2 separate regions of the Callithrix jacchus genome follow, and region 1 is linked to region 2. Evidence: chromatin contacts called from public Hi-C data. All regions are on one chromosome and are shown on one strand. Each heading gives the region's core, a stretch centred on a gene start, on an enhancer-like site or on the middle of the called end of the contact. The rest is flanking DNA. Distances are from core to core; before and after follow the strand shown.

Region 1 (6,383 bases), core at 2,101-4,600, 140 kb before region 2:
AGAGAGAGACAGAAAATACACCATAAATTTATAAGGTTGGTGGTAAAGCAATTGGTTTCTTGCCATTAAAAGTAATTTGCACCAATCTAATAACATAAAAGTAAATTAAGTGATAGAGGATGATGCATTCTATGTAGAAGAAATTAAGAATAGAGGAAGGGAGATCAGGAGTGCAGGAATGGGGCGAGGCTAATTGCAATTTGGAAATTGGGAGCTGGGGCTGGCCTCGATGAAGGATGAAGGTGATGACTGAGCAAACACTGGAATGCTGTGAGGTAGGTACTGCAACTACTCGAAAGAAAAGCAACTAAGGGAAAACCTGCCAATATTTGGGCTCGACTCTCAGCATGTCATTCATAGGTTATGGTGTTCTCATGGTCATTCTGGTTGAAGAAAGACCATTTGATATTCTAGAGATGATGCATGCAAACATTTAAAACCTTTGAAGAATAAAGTGCACCAAGGAGACTATTAATATGACTTTCAGGAGGATGATACCAAGAGTTTAGAATATGTTCCTTATCCAGCATGCCTATAAACCAAACCCCCTACAATTAAGTACATTAAAGAGCAAGCCAGATGAAGCGTCTAAAAAAATATATATATATATATATTTGGGCTCATGACAGGTTCCAGTCACTTGTGTTCCAGAAACCAAAAGAAGAGTGTACAAGGAGCATCCAAGCCTTTTAGTACCTGCTAGCTTAGTTTTAAGAAAGAAAATGTATGTCCCAGAGAAACTGGCAATTCACAGTTGTCCCTCAATCCAATGCAGATATTTGAAATACTCTACATGCATTGCTATTCTCAGCCATAAAACTTTTTTATGCCTTTTGCAGTTGTCTGCTCCCTGTCTCCTGGTAATGGTTTTTGATGACTATGAATTATTTCATCATATGGCTTATCCACAACTTTTTAATAATGCTTCTTTTGTTGGATATTTGGATTAATTCTAATTTTTCATTACTATAAGCAATGCTACAATGATATGCTTGCTTATATAAATTATTTTTAAAGAATATGAAAATACTAAGAACTGGCCAGATGTGATGGCTCATGCCTGTAATCCCAGCAGTTTACAAGGCTGAGGCAGGAGGATTGCTTGAGTCAACAGGTTCAAGGCTGCAGTGAGCTATGATCACACCCCTGCACTCCAGCCTAGGTGACAGAGACTCTCAAAAAACCAAAAGCTGTATTTACAGTTAACAAGTTGACAACACAGGAAAATGGACATACTCCTAAACTACTAATTTGTCTTTAACTGTGTGAAGGGTAATGCGGAAATACATGAAAAACACATTAAACATTATCAAGATATCCTTGAAATGTATTCTCTGAAAATAATATAAAATGGGCAAAACATTTTGTGATTAAGAGTGTTCATTGCAGTATGATTTGCAATATTAAAAAATGAAAACAAATTTAACATAAAGATTGTTGAATAAATTAGTGCTATATCAACATATATTTTGAATTATATGGAAAAATTATCATAGGTAGTACATTGTGTGTACAATATTGTATACGTGTAGTATATATATTTTTGGCATATTTGTATTTTTTGGTGTCTGGTGGTGTGATGTTTGTTTTTATAAACACTTTAAAATACACTTGTAATAGAGATATAAGTATTCTGTTAATGTACTCAGTATTTTTTGTTCTTTTAGTTCCATTTCTTTTGTAATGTTTATTATGGCTAAGCATTTACTAATGAATTGGTGTCCAGGGGGGATTTTTCTTCTTGTCTTGTAGACTTTTTGACCACCTTTGACCAAATAGAGTCATATATTCTGTATATTAGAGATATTTGTGCAGGTAGTTCTTTGTCCCCAGCATGCCCGGGTCACTAAGCTTGATTTTTTTCTACACTCGTCTGTATCATACCTATAAGACCATGCATCATACAACTGTCTAGGTGCAACCAATAGGTACCTAGAACTAAACAACTATTTGCACCAATATATTCTGTATATTAGAGATATTTGTGCAGGGAAAGACAGTTGTCTTTCCCTTCTCCAAGTCATGTTAATAGTGCGTGCTTACAGACACTTTAAGAGAATCAAGCACAAGACAACAATCACATGATTTCCAAAGTAGGGGTAGCTACTTGGTTTTCTTCCTCCCTCTCTTTTTATTCTCTCTCTCTTTTTTTTCTGCTATCTTTCCCTTGTTTGCTATACATTTTTATATCTCTATGTTATTTTAATCTAAATGTTGTAGTTTAAAATAACATATTCATCTGGGCGCTGCTTCTGTTCTATATAGCCTTGGCTAGAGTCACTCATTCAGCTATATTTAGCTGGCAACTGTCCAAGAAGACTTCAGCCATTTGTTAAATATCTCAATACTCCCCCATATGACCTTTTTAACTGTATGTGACCTAAACATGGCAGCTGGATCCAAGTATTTCAAAGGGACAAGTCCTTAAATGCAAGCTCTTAATGAGCCCCTACATTACATTTGACCCACTTGGTCAAAACCAATCACAATGCCAAGCACAATGTGTAAGAGAACTACTGAAGGGTATGAATACTGGGAGGTATGGTTCATTGGGCATCACCAATGTAAAAGTCTACAAAATAATATTTCTTACTAATGGACCCCAGAATGTGCCCAGCTCCCAATGTTGTGACATACATGTCTCTTCATGTTTTTATGTGAGAATTCCTGCAAGAATGGCTAAAGTCTTCTTGGACAGGTGCCAGCTAAATATATTTGAATGTGTGACTCTAGCCAAGGCTATATGGAACAGAAGCACCTTTCTGACCACCTCATGCAAGAAACTGCTGTAACTCTTTCTTAATTTGTGGTAGGGTGAAGGTCTTGGATAAGAATTCAAAAATTCCTATAATCTGTTCATTCTCTTTTGATCCGAAAGGACCTCTGATTACTCAATTTAATTCCCCTTCCAATTCTTCTAAGCTAATCTTCTTGCTGTTTTGCAAACAAACTATGCAAATACAAACCTGCTGCTGCCAGCATTTGCTTTCAAGCTTCCTTCTCTTTATTTATCCAAGTTCTAACGATCCAGTCTACAGGATTCAACTGTGTTGAGAGACTCAAAATCTTTGGTAATTATTTCTCTTTTCTCTAAACTATTTTTTACAATAAACAGTCTGAAAATAAATCATGTATTGCCTTTCGTTTTATTTTCTTTCTTCTTTGTAAAAAAATTTTTAATGTGAGGGCTTGTTTCCCAAGTAGAAAGAAACAAGGATATAGTACCTTTCTGTTGTAAGCAATTACCCTTTGAATAAAGTGCATAGCAGGATAAGGACATAACCTGAAGGTGGCTTTGACTTGTTGTTAATGACAGAGAGAGGAGACAGCCAAGGATGCCCCAGCGAAACCTCCGCCTTCAAGCCTAAAACAGCCTAAAGGCTGAAAAAGCGGACTGCTGGCCTGCGCATTTACGACTGATTCTTTTTGAATAATACCCACCTGCACACTGGGAAGATCGGCTGGAGCGGCGGGACGTTTCAGCGCCTTTTGCAGAGGGGAGGAGCCTGGCTTCTCTGGTTCCTGGGTAGTGTCCTGGATTCAGTCTGTGAGATGAGGGTCTGCTAACTGGAAACCCTCTCGCTTTGCTGAGAGTCTTTTTTCCTTTTAGCCCAATTAATTTCATTCTCCCTTCATCCTTCAAAGTGTCTGCGTATCTAACTTTTCCTGGTCTTGTGACAAGGACTCGGTTTTTTCTACATTAATAAAGGCAGAAACTCTGCCAGCGATTTAGAAAAACATATGACTTTATTCAAGACATCTTAGTGGTAACTAACAGAAACATGTATAACCGAATTGTATGCTGTGGTTTGTTAGCCTATGAATTTATAAATGTCATTTAAAATTGACATTTGAATCATTTGAGTTATTTTTAAAATTTACTTACAGTCTTCTTTCTGCAGGTATTTAATTAGTGCAGATGTATAACTCTGATGAAATAATAGATTTGCATAAAAGTTGCTGGACACTATTATAGGAGTCATTACTGAACCAGTTTTGAAAATTGTTGTGCAACTTTAGCAGTGTTTAATGTTTTCTCTTACTTGTCCTTTACTCCTACTTCCAACTCGGGTAAAATTTATCTCAGTTGATTCTAATGAAAATTTTAGATGCAAATCTCTTCTCATCTGACTTCTGTTCCTCCCATTTCCTCTCCTTTACTCTGATTTTGGAAATAGGCATTCCATTGAGACCCTTTTAATTCTTGCTAAATCTTGAGACTTAAGGAAACTTCCTATCACTTAAAATCTAAAGGTAATGTCTTACATGTCAACATTCACTCTTTCTTCAGATGAACAGTGAAGCTCTACTAGGCTTTCAGAATGTTAGTAATGGATGACTTAGTAAGATAAGCAACAAAGTAGATTCAATAGTCCTTACATTAGGCATCTTTTCTAAAGCTGGCCATTTATTTCTTGCTCACTACATACATTTATTTGCTTTCTGAATTATTTCAAATATTTGTTCTTTTGTCTGTTCATTATAAAAAAAAGTTCATAAACCTCTGAGGATCACTATTCATAGAAAAATAGTTAAAACACAACTCATTCACCAACACTTATCTGGAATCTATTCTTATTTAGAACACTCTTTCCCCAGTATCTGTGACATTTGCTGTGATTACTCTTCTTACGCCACAACAAAACAAGCAATGTAAGAAGCTGGTCAATATCTGTATTAGGTAGATTGGCCAATATCGACCTGAAAGTCGTGCAATATACCCTCCATCATGTCACAGGGGAAAGAGTGACTGTCCATTCATCCTAATGACTCTTCTGGCATCACAATTTCTGTGGCAGGTTTACTATCCTCTGAATCCAGTCAGAATTACACAGATACCTGGTAATCTTTCAGCTGCAGCTTCTTCCTACTTTTTCATGACTTCCTCTTCTCTAAGACATCTCCAATTCCATCCTCCCCTTCAATGCCTACTGAGCTCTTAAAACAAAAAGTACAAACTAGTTTGGAAAAATTTTTAAAACTCTCACAAGATAATGAGGAATTTCTGAATTTCAATTTGACAATATGTAGTCAAGGTAAAGATGCATCTACCAAAAAATTTTATTAATTTCACTTCCAGGTAAATACCAAAAGGAAATGTATACAGAATTTTATTGCCTTATCTTTGTTATAAGTGGAAATTTGGAACTATGTAAATATACATTCACAGGAGAAAATCAATCAGTCAATCATGGTATATGTATGGACGTAATTTAATGCAACAATTTAATAAGCCAGATCTTTATTTGTTAACATGAATGCACTATAAACAGGTAAAAGTGAAAAGTAGGTTTCAGACTAATGTACATACCATGATTTCATACACATAAAATCAGATGGAAATATGCCAAAATATAATGCTGATTAAATTTGAATAGTGGTTATGTGGCTGTTCATTTCATTACTTTCTTAAATTTTCCAAATTAAAAAAAAAAGTTTAGTAACCAAAAAGAAAAAGTATTGATTGCATGTTTTCAATTTTCTGTTAATCTTTTAAAAAATGCATTCAATGATCTAATTTAACCTATTGACTTATTAATATTTTAATAATTTTCAGTAAAAATTTTAAGTACTACTCAAATGCTTTATTATGTTTACTCAGAAAAGAAATAGAGATTGAAGAAGCTGAGAGATAACAGGGAAGACATAAGCTTCAGCAATGGCAAACTATAGATATTTCCCTGAAAGGGAATAATATCACTGAACAAGGGGAGGAATTAGATGAAATACGGAGGAACGCATCATCATGGTAAGTTTGTGAAACAGAGAAAGAACTGGCTAAATAAGTGTATTGGGAAAGAAGTTTAAAAATGATGCTGGCTCTATAAAATACAGAGCTTATAAAAGATGATAAGAAATTAGTAAGTGTAAGGTGACTTGATTTAAGAGAAATGTCATGATTCAAGACATATTAAAGAAGCATTATTCTAGCACTATACTCCTATAAATTGTTGAGAAGTATATTGTTGAGGGGTGATGTGATTTTCTAAGACACTTGTTAAATTCCAGATATGAAGACACGGATTAAGATGGTCACAGTGAGAAAAGAGAGAAAATGTCCAAGGAGAAATGGCAGGGTTTTGTGGTTAGAGACAGAATACTCAGTCTCAGCAATGAAGAATCCACACCAAGGGCATAAGCGCTCTCATGACCACCATGAATAGCTTCTGATGTGCTAAGAACACTCTGCCCTCAGGACATGCAGTCATGAAAGACAGTACTTAATCCCTCAGTTCTGAGGTCTCTCCAGCTTTTCTCTGCTGCCGGCCGTAGGAAGCCTCAGAGTGCTTGACTTGGTCTTGTTTTTAGTGGAACTGTAGCTCAAATACTACACTGCTCAATAATTATTCTTAAAATGAAGATGCAGGTGCCTTCTACTATTC
Region 2 (6,543 bases), core at 2,832-5,331:
AGTTTATATTTCCATTTAGTCAATGCATGCTTTAAGTCAGAATCAACAGAAAAAGTCTGCTGAATGACATTATCTAACATCAAATTCATGTCTTTATTTTTATACAAGGTAGAAGAGGTGTACCAAACCACTGGGCTATGGACCAGTACTGGTCTGTGGCCTGTTAAGGACCAGGCTGCAGAGCAAGTGGTGAGGGGCCGTAAGCGAGCATTATCACCTGAGCACCACCTGCTATCAGATCAGTAGCAGCATTAGATTATCATAGGAGCACACACCCTACTGTGAACTGTGCATGAGAGGGTTCTAGGTTGCACAGTCCTTATGTGAATCTAATGCTTGATGATCTGGGATGGAACAGCTTCATCCTGAAATCATCTGCATCCTCCCTACCCCACCCCACATCTCAGTCTGTGGAAAAATTGTCTTCCATGAAACCAATCCCAGGTACAAAAAAGTCTGGGGACCACTGAGGTTTAAAATAGGTTTTAGGCTGAGTGTGGTGGCTCATGCCTGAAATCCCAGCACTTTGGGAGGCCGAAGCAGGCAGATCATGAGACTGAGACCATCCTGGCCAACATGGTGAAACTGACTCTACTAAAAATACAAAACTTAGCAGGGTGAGGTGGTGCACGCCTGTAGTCCCAGCTTCTCAGGAGGCTGAGGCAGGAGAATTGCTTGAACCCGGGAGGCAGAGGTTGCAGTGAGTTGATACTGCGCCACTGCACTCCAGCCTGGGCGATAGAGGGAGACTCTGTCAAGAAGCAAGCAAGCAAGAAGGAAGGAAGGAAGGAAGGAAGGAAGGAAGGAAGGAAGGAAGGAAGGAAGGAAGGAAGGAAAGAAAAGGGGAAGGGACGAGAAGGAAAAGGGGAAGAGGAGGGGGTTTTAAAGCTTTCTTGGAGAAAGTCTATTTGGAGGACCTAATTCCAGATTTCAAGGGGCTGATTATGGCAAGTATACATAAGTGGCCCATTAGTTAGGATCATTTGTTATAAAAATACTATAGTTATTTATTTGTACATAAATAAATATTTCTAAATACATAAATAATCTTATAATAATATAACCTGTGTTATTATGGCAACTGCTCTTAAGGTAAAGCTTCTGAAATTTTATGTAAAATCACATGTGCGGCCGAGTACGGTGGCTCATGCCTGTAATCCCAGCACTTTGGGAGGCCCAGATGGGAGGATCACAAGGTCAAGAGATCGAGACCTTCCTGGCCAACATGGTGAAATCCCATCTCTACTAAAAGTACAAAAATTAGCTGGGTGTGGTGGTGCATATCTGTAGTCCCAGCTCCTTGGGAGGGTGAGGCAGGAACATCGCTTGAACCCGGGAGGTGGAGGTTGCAGTGAGCCAAGATTGCGCCACTGCACTCCAGCCTAGTGACAAAACGAGCCTCCGAAAAAAAAATAAATCAATAAATCACATGTGCTTTGGCATAGGTATTATTCTAAAGTGACGGTATCAAACAACTTTTATTGGATCCAATATTGGTCCATGCCCAAAAGGATAAGAATACCAAATGTTCTGTGGTAAAATAATGAGCATCAGTAAAGAAGAAGCCATATCTAGGTTTTGGCACAAAGGAGAGTAGGCTGAATTCAATAGTTAAGAGCTTCCTGAGCACTGGAAGTTTCCAAAGGAGTGAAGGAGCAGACATAAGCCATCCCGTCAGATATCTTGTGAGACATCCCATAATAAACCATAGAGGAGTCTAGTTTTCACTGAACAATAATATAATAGTTTGTGGGAAAGTCATAGGGCTATCCTAACTTTCATTTAAGGTACATTCCGGGGGAGCATACAAAACTATCTAAGGCTAAGATTAAAACAAATTTGAAAAACCTTCGCCATTATCTAAACCCATGACCATGAAAGACATTACTAATTAATCAGGAACTTAACTGGATATTTAGCTGTAAACCCCTGAATCATCAATTCACCAATGAATTCACTTGATTTCAACAAGAAGTTTCATGGTTATCAAGGAGCCAAGGCCCTTTCCACCCTTCCCTGTGTCCAGCTCTTATCCCTAGTACAAACTGCAATCTCCAGCTAACTAATCTAACTATTGTCTAATGATCTGAGGTGGAAGAGTCCATTCCAAACCCATCCATCTCCCCACTCCTCCCGCACCCAATTGCCCATGGAAAAATCATCTTCCATGAAAGGGGTCCCTGGTGCCAAAAATATTGGGGACCACTAAGGTAGAAAATCGGTTTTAAAGCATTCTTGGATAACGTCCAGCTAAGCACCAAGAGGTGTTCAGTTTCCAGCAACTGTGCTTTGAAGCCTCAAACCTTTGTGGGTATCCACCTCATGAAGAAAACTCCTACTGGCAGCAATTGCTTTCACAACTTTTTAGGTCTTTCTTAACCCAAGGTTTTTGAAATGTACTAACAGTCTTCATAATTCTATCCTCCTCCACTTCCAATCTTCCACTGTTCAACCTGGATCTTTGTATTTCTCCTGAGAAAAGTTATATTTTCTAGATATTCATCTTCTGGATATGGCCTCTTCACAGGACCAATATGAGTCACTATATAAATTGTATATATATACACATACATATTTATAAATTATCTAAATAAACGTTAAAAATATATTTATAAGTCTGGCCCTTTGAGCTTTGTCCTGAAATAGGATTTTTTTTTTTTAGGGGCCTGACTGTGTTTATTTATTTAGCCAATGAATATGTTTCCAATAAAGGTGAGACTGACTTTTCCCCTAAGGGGTTTGGTTTACCAGAAAAATGAAACTAAGTTCAGGCGAGGGGTAGAGTACAGGCCAGAATTTTGTACTTCAAAGAGTGTAAGAGGACTTTCGGTTTTGAAAGCTAGAACTGAACTCCAGAATAATAAACTGGAGATAACTGTACACATCTCTGTTTGGACAAAACGCTGTTAGCAGACAGAATCAGGAAAAGCTGGCCTTCCTACACATTGGAGCTTTCCAGTAGAGAAAGGGGAAGAGAAAAGAGCATAGCTATAAAATCCTGTGAGAAATTCCAACAAACACCAGGGGAAAAGATACACTTCCTTGGGTAATATTACTGAACTCAGACTCACGTTTGATTCAGAATGAATGAATTTTCTTTTCTAATAAATTAAATCATGATCATGACATTTTTCATGAATTTAAAAAATGTGTTAAACAGTATCAGATATCTAGGACACAACGAGGCAAACACTAAATCTGCATTCCTTGCCGTTTCCTTGGTTTTGTGCTCAGCAAACTGGTCTCTTACAGAGCTTTCATGCTAGACTCAAATCTAAGCATTTATTATAAGGACTTTTTCATAATGCTATGAAAAGGAAATTAAATGTTTCTCTTTTCTCCAACTCAGTCTCCAAGGCAGGAAGAACTTTTAAGGCGACGCGTTAGTTTAAGGAGAATCATTAACCATCAGGATTCTGTAAGCGGGCTAAAGGCAGGCTCTTTGTCTCTAACTTCTGATCACTGGCGCCCTCCTCGGGAAGAAAAACGACAGGTTTCCTCCACCAACACGCTGCTCCCTGTTCCTGGTTCTCATAAATGTGAAAAAGAGCTTTGGAAGTTAGTGGCGACGATAGAGGGGATTGCTAAAAAAAGGGCCCTTCTTCCCATCAAAAACACTTTGGACGTATCTACTGATGTCTTTGGGTGCGTCCCCCAAATCCATAGCGACACATCTTTTCTGGAAAATCTAATCTTTTGGTTAGCAAAGGCATGGGGGAGCGACACAGTGGCACAAGGAGAGGGGAGACAGAAGCTGGCTTTTGCACCCGCAGCTCAGGGCCCCAGACGTATCTGGGGTGCCCACCAGCAGGGGCAGCTCTCCGGGCCCCTCTTCCGCAGCCCAGACCCGGGACAGGAAATGGGGGAGCGGGACAGACCCGGAAGGCGCGCGCTCGGTACCCGCAAGGCGGCGGCCTCTCGCTGGCGGCTCCGCGGCAAGGTCCGGGTGAAGGGGGCGTGGGAGTCCGCGTTGCCGCCGCCCCAGCACAGCAGCCCCAGCAGCCACGGCAACGCCCGCAGCTCCATCGCGGCGCCAGGCTCCTCCGCCACCCGGGCGGCCTGTTTTCTCTTTCGGTTCCTCGGCTCCTCCCCTCCCGGACTCGATGGGCGGAAGAAGCTGTCGCGTGGAGTGCAGGATGCGGGGATTGACCCCTGTGTTAGGTCCCAGGTGCTCTGTGCCTGAAAATCCGGTCAGCTGGAGACTATGAAACTTCTCTCTGGGGCTAGTGTTTTGGATTTTTTTTCCTTGTTTTTGGAAGAGTCAGGCACTTGCTTTCGAGGTTTCACCTCTCTCTGTCTATTAGAAAAAAGAACCCTGAGAGGCATTCTTTTTTTTGTGTGTGGTGAGATCAGGGCTCACTGCAGCCTCGACCTCCCAGGTTCAAGTGATCATCCTGCCTCAGCCTCTAGAATAGCTGGAACTACAGGCACATGCCATCACGCCAGGCTATTTTTGTATTTTTAGTAGAGATGGGATCTTACCATATTGCCCAGGCCAGTCTTGAAATCCTGGCCTCAAGTGATCTGCCCGCCTTGGCCTCCCAAAGTGTTGGGATTACAGGTGTAAGCCACCTGGCCTGCCTTGTGAGCCTCCGAAACCTGCCATGTTCCTTCTCCCCACGCTCCCTAAGTTCAAGACCTGCTTCTGAAATGATGTGGGCCAATACATAGAGGCATACATTCAGCAGATGTTTATAAATACGTAACAAAATTGTACAGTTGTGAAAAGCATAGACAATTTTTGGATCTATTACGGCAGTTTCAAAATTCTTGAAGCCTGTTTCTCCATTTGCAAAGGAAGATAGAGCCAGCTACATGATTTGCAGGGCCCCATGTAAACTGAAAATGAAGTTCCTGTGTTCATAAATTGTTAAGAATTTCAAGACGGCAACAGCAGAGCATTAACCCAAGCTATGGGCCTTCTAAGCACCCACTTCTGCACAGGTCACACACTCATGAAGCTGGCTCTACTGAGCCTTTCTATTATAATCTATTGTGAACAAGGCTTCCATGTCTCTGAAATTCCTATCACTACCCTCCTAGATTTTTAGATTTATCAGATTTATGTCTTTAGTTTTTAACCTAGATGCAGTGAGGTACAATATTCTCTGATGCAAAATTGGTAATAAAATAAAAAGAATGTTCTGGTTATTAAGAGGAAAGACATCAGAGGTTTCTTTGTTTTGTTTGTTTGACAGAGTCTGGCTCTTTTGCCAGGCTGGAGTGCAGTGGCCTTATCACGGCTCACTGCAACTTCCATTTTCCGGTTTCAAGCAATTCTCCTGCCTCAGCCTCCCGCGTAGCTGGGACTACAGGCACCCACCACCATGCCAGGCTAATTTTTTTTTTTTTTTTTTTTTGTATTTTTAGTAGAGACCGGATTTCACCATGTTGGCCAGGATGGTCTCCATCTCTTGACCTGGTGATCTGCCCCCCTTGGCCTCCCAAAGTGCTGGGATTACAGGCGTGAGCCACTGCGCGCTGAGGACATCAGAGTTTTTTTAGGTACATCCATGATGAGATATATTGCTCTTGAAAAGTATGGTGATACAGATTTTATTTAAATCATAGGTTTACAGAACAATGTTCATGTTAACCTCAGCAGTTCTTTTGCACTTAGCCCTTTCTTGTAACTCATACAAGCACATACTTCTTTTTTTAAACTGAGGTTTGATTTTGGATCATAGTTCCTATTTATTGACAACCTACTGAGTCAAGAAACTTAAATATAGGCAGTCATCCTTACTCTAGGAAAATTGGTATTGTAAGAATGCCACTCGAATTAAACTCAGTTCATGAACTCGCATCAAGTATTTATTGAGTACCTGCTAAGTGTCAGGCATTGTTCTAGGTAATGAGGGTATATCAAGCAAGTGCATAAGTGACCAAACAGGTGAAAATCCCCATCCTCATGAAGCTGGTATTTCAGTTGATTTACATCAACAAATATTTATTGAGTGTATAAAGTGCATAAGTGTCTCAAGATATGAAAATCTCCACCCTAATGGAGGTGGTATTTCAGTGAGGGGAGAGAGACGCAATAACATTACTACAGGTTGGCCTGGCGGGGTGGCTCCCTGCAATGCCAGGACTTTGGGAGGCTGAGGCAGGCGGAACATGAGGTCAAAAGGACGGATCACAAAGTCAAGAGGGCGGATCATGAGGTCAAGAGATTGCGACCACACTGCTCAACATGGTGAAACCCTGTCTCTACTAAAAATAAATACAAAATGAGCTGGATGCGGTGGTGTGTGCCTGTAGTCCCAGCTACCCTGGAGGCTGAGCCAGGAGAATTCCTTGAACCTGGGAGGTGGAGGTTGCAGTGAGCCGAGATTGTGCCACTGCACTCCAGCCTGGCAACAGAGTGAGACTTCATCTAAAAAAAAATAAATTACTACAGGTTGAGGATCCCTTATCCACAATGTCTGGGACTGGAAGTGTTTCATATTTCAGATTTCTTTCCCCCAGATTTTGGAATATTTGCCTATACATAATGAGATCTCTTGGGGATGATACCCAAGTCTAAACACGAAATTCATTTGA

Evidence for each region. A called contact is a pair of places that touch in the nucleus more often than the background predicts.
Region 1: a Hi-C map of induced pluripotent stem cells shows a contact between it and region 2, with 4 times the contacts expected there. The contact joins the enhancer-like site here to the promoter of CTSO in region 2. A contact is called at or near these places in 3 of 3 Hi-C or Micro-C datasets (induced pluripotent stem cells and skeletal muscle).

The regions. Positions count from the first base shown.
Region 1 is chr3:40,677,983-40,684,365 of calJac240_pri, reverse strand. No RefSeq gene overlaps it. Among named protein-coding and RNA genes, the nearest start is that of ASIC5, 57 kb to the right of the region's middle. Within about 2 kb of position 3,350, at least 2 of the 16 cell types and tissues checked have an H3K27ac peak or open chromatin away from gene starts, as enhancers often do.
Region 2 is chr3:40,535,318-40,541,860 of calJac240_pri, reverse strand. It overlaps CTSO (cathepsin O), which reads right to left and starts at 4,081. Exons shown (of 8, transcript XM_008992551.4): 1 at 3,901-4,081. The coding sequence starts at 4,026.